Linked DNA regions of Mus musculus: region 2 is linked to region 1. Evidence: chromatin contacts called from public promoter capture Hi-C data. All regions are on one chromosome and are shown on one strand. Each heading gives the region's core, a stretch centred on a gene start, on an enhancer-like site or on the middle of the called end of the contact. The rest is flanking DNA. Distances are from core to core; before and after follow the strand shown. Region 1 holds the start of Ier5 (immediate early response 5). Region 2 holds the start of Hnrnpu (heterogeneous nuclear ribonucleoprotein U).

Region 1 (3,406 bases), core at 307-2,806:
AAGATCGAACGGGGAACTCCCCTTCCTCGAGCCTTTCTGCAGCTTCCTTTTCTGTGCTGCTGGCAGAGGAAAGTCCCTGTCTGCACCCCCAAAGTCTCAAGCCCCGGGGAAGGGGTGGTGCATTCCAGAATCACAGAACAGTCTCAACACAAGACAAACTTACACACGGACACACACAGATACAAAAGTTAACGATCGATCGTCCTCTTCCAATAAGCCTCCAACTCTAGGTCTCAGGATGAGACTCGAGAGCCACGGCCCAGCCGGGCTGCCCCTTCTGGGGCGATGTGCTGCCCGGCAGCAACCAGTCTCCCCTACGCGCCCAGCGCCTACGGTCTCGGCTCGTCCTCGCGGCCGGGAGAGGCCCCGGCCGCACTTCGGGGACTCCCGCTGCTCAAGCTCCAGCCACTCGGGTCCCGGGGGCTCAGAAGGCCACGATGGCTGTGCTCCAGGGGCTCATGTCTCTCAGCACCGGCTTGTCGCAGCAGATCTGCCCCGGCTCGGCGGCTTCCGGGCCGCCCTCCTCCGCCTCCTCTTCCTCTCGGCCGCCTGCGGGGCTTTTCCGTAGGAGTCCCGAGAAGCTAGACCCGAAGATGCTGATGAGGTTTGCCACGTTCCCGGTCTCCATCTCCTCGTCGGTGTCGTCCTCGCCGGTGACTGGCTGCTCCTCCGAGTTCCGGCGCGGCTTCTTGAGAGGGGTAGAGCCGGGTGCCGAGCAGCTCGCGCGGCCGCCACCCACTCCCGCTGCGCCACGCTTCCTGGGACACGGGGCGGGTGGCGCGGGGGACCCGTCCTCGGAGGACCGCTCCTCCACGGCCGGGGGACAGCCGCACGGGCGGCGCACTGCCCGGGGCCCCTCGGGGCACGCGTCCGAGCCACCTCCTGAAGACGCCGCGCGCGGACGCTCCACGCGGCCCCAAGCAGCTGCCGCCGAGTCCTCCTCTCCGCCCCGGAGAGCTTCCCCCGATCCGGCCACCGCGGCCACCGGTTCTGAGCTTCCCGCTCCGGGCGTGTGGCACACGGAGGGACGCTGAGGCTGAGGCTGCGGCTGAGGCTCGGGCTCCGGCCAGGCGGCACGGGCGACCGGCGGGGGCGGCTCTCCCCAGCCGGAGGGTGGCCCGGCTACAGGCTCTCCAGGCTGCTGAGGCGGCGGCACCGCCGGGGTCCCCGCAGGGCCAGCCAGGTAGAGGCCAGGGCAGGGGTCACTCAGGTAGACTTGGCGGGCGCTGCGCAGCACCAACGACACCAAGAGGTTCTTGTGCAGCTTGATGCCGCCGCGCTGGACCCGCGAGTTGTAGATCTTGCCCAGGGAGATGCTGACGATGCGGTGAGCCTCCAGCTTGAACTCCATCCTGCCTTCGCTTCCAGACGATAGGGTGAACGCCTGCTTGCCTTCTGAAGCTGCGAGAGGAGCTGTAGGCGGGATCAGGTCTTCCTCTGTGGTTGTACCCTCGGCGTCTGAAAGCTCGGTGGAGAAAAGACCTGGTGACGCGTAGTCCCCCTCCGCCGCTTCCCTTCAGACAACAGAACCGTTCTGAGCCGGACTCTAAACTGAGCGCTGCGGGGCCACACTGCACCTTATATATGCTCCTCGAACGCCAATCACAAAGCGCCGCTAACCGTTCTGGGCGGGCAGATGTGCCTCGTGCTCCGCCCCCGACCAATCAGAGGCAGAGGAGGGGCCCCAGGGCCTGTTCAAACGTTAGTCCCGCGGAGCAAGCTCTTAAAGGGGGAGATTGCAGGCAGCCCATTGATCATGTGCGGTGGGATTTGTGTTCAGAGGCGTTGATAGAGGAGAACGAGGCCCACAGAACTGTATGTAGTAAGGGATTCCGCTTTGTGATGTACCTTAGCACACTGACTGGAACTTTCATTCGTTTAGTGTGCTGGAATCTACTGCACAATAAAATTCAGTTCCTTTCATACACAATTTCCAGCTGCTCATAGCTGTTTCAGCTGTAATTTCTGGTCATTCTTGGCAGAAATGGAAGCGATGACAATATATGACAACTAGCACGATATATTTGAGATATTATGTTGGAGTTAGCCCCTTTCCCATTAGCGTTATACTCAGCATTTAACTACAAACAAAAGGGAACGTTCTAGAAATACCCAAGCTTCTGCCTTATGAAGGAACAGAATTCAGGTACAACGTTGTTTGTTCTCACCTAAAGCTGGCATCTTTCATTTCGTTCCCCAGATTCTCAGTTATCACATATTTTAAATGGAAGATGTTACCTATTTCTCCACAATGGTTTTCTTTGTTTGTCTGTTTGTTTAATACCCCCCCCCCACACACACACACAATAAGTAACTGATCTATTTTGGGGGAAATCTAGTAAGTTCTAAAAATACAAATAAGTTCTGGTTTCCCATGTTGATTATGTAAATTGTTTTTTGTCAAGTATGGGGGGAGGGTTCCTAAAATTTTTCTGGTCAGTCAATGTAGTCCCATCCACTGAGTCTTGCAAATCCCTGTCAGAAGGACCATGACAAGATTGTACTGGTGCCTGATGGCTCTGTAAATTGCCTTATGGCCCTGAAGTTTCAAATATAAAATGAAGAAATCACAGATACACCTTCTTTATTACACAGAAGATAAATGGCAACTCTCAGAGTCAATCTAAATAATAAAGTTAACCACAGCTTACACGGTGTCTATGTGAAAGGTTTGCCTGACCCTACAATAGGTTTGGCCATTTACATGGAAGAAATACTAGTGAGAGGTAGGCTTGATTAAGAGCCAGTTCACAACCAGGATGCCTTCAGATCTGATGGTTTGGGGGATGCTAACTTTGGCCACTATTACTGCTACAACTGAAGCCCAGAGTCCCTCCCTTCTAGGAATTCTCAGCCCACATAGAGAAGGAGAGAAAATAATTATAACATGTAGCAACAGCAACATATGTTCAGTAATAGCATGAGGTTCTTCTCCGTTTTCTCTCTTGGAAAATCTTTTTTATTTTATTTTATTTTTTGACAAATATTTATTGGGTATTGAAATCCAAGACCACATCTAGATCCTGACCACTCACCCTTAAAGCAACAGAGTTGTCCCTACTTCATCTTCAGGTTTCCTAAGAAGAGCAGACCAGTGAGGCTCTGATGGGGCCCAGTGCATTACAAGTGAGAGTGTATCAGGTAATGCTGCATCTCACAGACAGATTTATCGATGCCGCGTAGTAAGTAGCACTTGAACGAGTGTACAGACATATCCCATGTTCCTGTCTAACACAGCTCGCTTAAATTTACAGGCCAACTGACGATCCGTCTGGGGTGGAGTCAGTGAGCTGTCTGATAGCCATGGGCAGGTTCAGGACCTGGTCCTTTCAAAGCTTTGTTTGTTTCATCAGCGCTTCTTTTTAAAATATTTATTTATTTACTTACTTGCCTGCTTATTTATTTA
Region 2 (3,406 bases), core at 660-3,159, about 23 Mb after region 1:
CATCGAAGTGTTCGTCTTCTTCTTCAACAGGTGGCTGAGGAGACTTGGCTCTGAAAGACAGAATTGTCTCCTGATAAAGCTTTCCCCACCTTGTATACAAAAAGAGCGGGCGACTGTTAAAACTGGGTGAGGAGCCTCTACCTGCTGTACTTGTTTTCTTCGATGTACTCAAAATACCCTCGGCCATGATCTTCTCGCGGTCTTTTAACGCCTCTCTTTTTATCTCCACCTTTCTGTTCTGTTTTGCCGTCTCCTATAACGACACAGAACACCGCCTTAAAGCATCAGGCCGAAAACTAAATAATGCAGTTAAGCACCTTTTGTGTTTCGAGCCTCAAGAGCTGTTACTGATTATTTTTTTCTGACTGATTCTTTGACTTTTTTAATCGACAAATGAAAATAAAAAAGTCTGGACTTGGACTGGACACAGTGACGCAGTCTGAAGACTGAACTTGCCAGCCTACCGCAACCTTCCAGAAAGCATTTTTTAAAAAGAGTTTAAAAAAAAAAAAAGCGGGACACCGCCCGGGCCCACGTGCGCCGGCCGCGCTCAAACGAGGGGGGGGGAAGCCTGGGCCCACCTCCCCTCCCCCACACGAGCCCGCGTGCCCCGCCGCCGCATTGTACTGAGCTTCCGCCCCGCTCCCCGCGCCTGCCGCCGGAAGTGACGTCACCACGAGCCCCTGCGCTCCTTGCACAATACCGCGGCGCTAAGCCGCCAAAGCCCGCCCGCTCCGGGACCTTCGGGCTTCTCCCCTCCCCCCACCGCCGACATGTGCCCGGACCGCGCGCACGCAGCGCCCCAGCGGCCGGCGCTCCCGCCCGGCCGGCCCCCCCACCGCGGCAGCTGCAGCGCTCCCCCCACCCCGGCGCCCGACATACATAATGGAGGCGCCGCCGGCATGGCGAGCAGAGCCTCCCGGGGCTCCCCCGCCCCCACCCTCCCGCGGCGCTCGCCCCGAGGGGCCCCGGCAGGCCTGGGGCACGGTCCCCACCGCCACGCGCACCCATCACGCAACACTCACCCGCCACCTTCCGCCTTCTTACCTCCCGCCTGCTGTTGGCCCTGCCTCGCCCCTGGCGGCGCCACCGTCACCGCGAAGAGCGAGGTGGGGCCGCTGCTCTTGCCCGCGGCCTCCTTGCCGGCACCACGCTGCTGGGAAGGCTGCTGCTGCGCCGCCGCTGCCGGCGGTTGGGACTGCTGCTCCCCGTGACCGTTCTCGTCGCCCGCGCCCTCCTCCTCGTCGCCGAGCTCGTCTTCCCCCTCCTGGAAGCCCTGGTCGTCGCCGTTCTCGTCTTCCGACGCTGCCTCCTCTTCCTCCATCGCGCCGGCGTCAGCCGCCCCCGCCGCCCCGTTCTCCTCGCCCAGCTCCATCTGGTCGCCGTCCAGAGCGGCGATGCCCTCCTCCTCCTCGTCGTCTTCGGCGCCAGCCGCGGCCTCCTGCTCTAGGCCCGCTCCCGAGCGCCCGGCCGCATCGCCACCTAGGTCGAGACTGCCGTTCCCGGGCTCCATGGCGGGGCGGCCTCCTGCCTCGTTGTCCAGCGCGGCCTGGAGTCGATCCATGAGATCGGCCTTGAGGCCCTTGTCGGAGAGGCGCCGCTTCTTGAGCTCCTCCTTCAGCTCCGACACCTTCAGCTTCTTGACATTAACAGGCGAAGAACTCATGTTGAGGGCCCCGGTTCCCCGCTGACTGCTGGCTCCCTCGGCCTGTGGCGGCGGCGGCTGCTGCTGGTCGGCCCGGGCGGCGGCTGCGGCTGGAGATGGCTGAGTGCTGCTGCAGAACGGACCCGCCTGGTGTCGAACGGCGCCAATTCCTTTCACCGAGTTCGCGAGGCAAGACGCGGAGACTCGCCCGGCGCGAGCGAGCACGCAACGTCCTCTCGCAGGGGCGGCGCCGCGCACGTAATATAGGCGCCCCGCCCCCTGCCGAGGCGAGGCCCGCTAGAGCGGCTGCGCGCGCAGGCCCCGCCCCGCCCCCACTGCGCGACCTCCGCGCTGGGCCGGACCGCGCAAATGGAGGCTCTTAGAAGCCACCTTTCGGTTAAACGGACCCGCCGCAGTGGCCGCCGGCCTTTCCGGCTCTTGAGCCGCCGCGCTCCACCGGCGCTCTGCCTTCTGTGTCCTGGCGGAGGCTCTCCTCCACCCGCCTTCAGTCCTCACCTGGCATTTTCCACTCGAGAACAACCTCCTTTCTTCCATCTTAGTTTAGTTTTTTGGTTTTCGGGTTGTTTTTTTTGTTGTTGTTTCTTGGGTTTTTTTTTTTTTGTTTTGGTTTTTGTTTTTTTTTTTGTCCCTCCGGCTCTAGGTTTAAAAAACTCTTCAAGTTTCCACCGCTGCCCTGTAGAACACCCATAGGCGATTGTTATGCAAAGGTGGTGTTTTGTTTAGTTTTTCCACCATTTAACTGCGTTTTTAAATTTTACAAGTCCTGCCTTGCCAGTCGGACTTATTTTAAGTTCCGCAAGGGCGAGGCCAGAGCCTTTCTTTTGTCTCTTCCCCAACCAGTGGTGCAAGGTTTGGGAAAGAGGCTTGCTGTACTCCACCATGCCTAACAGCCATATAGAGCGGGCCTTGTGTTGCTACTCACCGTATTTTCTATTGACCTTTGAGTAAGCCTTAGATTTTCATGGAAGTTCCCCTCGTTGTACTATAAAGATAGGCCTCTGTCCCCTGCAAATCTGATCCACCAGTTTGGAGACCCTTTAATTACAGATGAGGAAGACAGCCAGCACCCAGCTAGATTATGCACTTTGATCCTCTCCCTGTTTTTTCAGCCACTCTAAACATGTTTGTATACCTGCTGACTTGTCTACAAACTGGTAGTAACAAAAGGCTGGGATTTAGTAAAAAAAGAAAACACCTGTAGTTCTATTACTTGGCAGAGTGAGGCAGAAGTATCAAGAGTTAAAAGCTAGCCTGGGCTACTTAGTAAATTCCAGGCTTATCTGGGTTGAATACCAGACCCTATCTCAAAAAAGAAAAGAAAAAAAATTATGATTTGTTTTCTGGCATTAAATATGTTGTGTTCTTGAAACTTTTATATAGAATTTAATTTCTACACTGGGGCCTTCCTGTGTAGATTGCACCCAAGCTATGCTTGGTGGTACATGTGTATAATTTCAACACTTGGGAGATACAGGTAAGATGATCAAGAATTCAGTGTCAGCCAGGCAGGCAGTGGTGACACCCAAGTTTGGCTCCAGCGCTCAGGAAGCAGAGGCACCCCACCCACCCACCCCCATCCCCTCACCCCCACCCCCACCCTGTCTATGAAGCCAGTTCCAGGACAGCCAGAGCTACACAAAGAAACCCTGTCTCAAGCTAAGCAACTAAGCAACTCAGTCAATAAAATTCATTGTCATCCTTGGCTACAAAAGTTCAAAGCCAGTAGGAGATACCTGAGAC

What was found. Promoter capture Hi-C pulls out the DNA fragments that hold promoters and counts their contacts.
Region 2: a contact with region 1 is called in a promoter capture Hi-C map of cranial neural crest. The contact joins the promoter of Hnrnpu here to the promoter of Ier5 in region 1.

The regions. Positions count from the first base shown.
Region 1 is chr1:155,098,080-155,101,485 of GRCm38.p6, forward strand. It overlaps Ier5 (immediate early response 5), which reads right to left and starts at 1,557. Exons shown (of 1, transcript NM_010500.2): 1 at 1-1,557. The coding sequence starts at 1,351. The coding sequence ends at 425.
Region 2 is chr1:178,335,906-178,339,311 of GRCm38.p6, forward strand. Hnrnpu (heterogeneous nuclear ribonucleoprotein U) reads right to left here and starts at 1,910. Exons shown (of 14, transcript NM_016805.3): 1 at 1,048-1,910; 2 at 142-253; 3 at 1-50. The coding sequence starts at 1,666.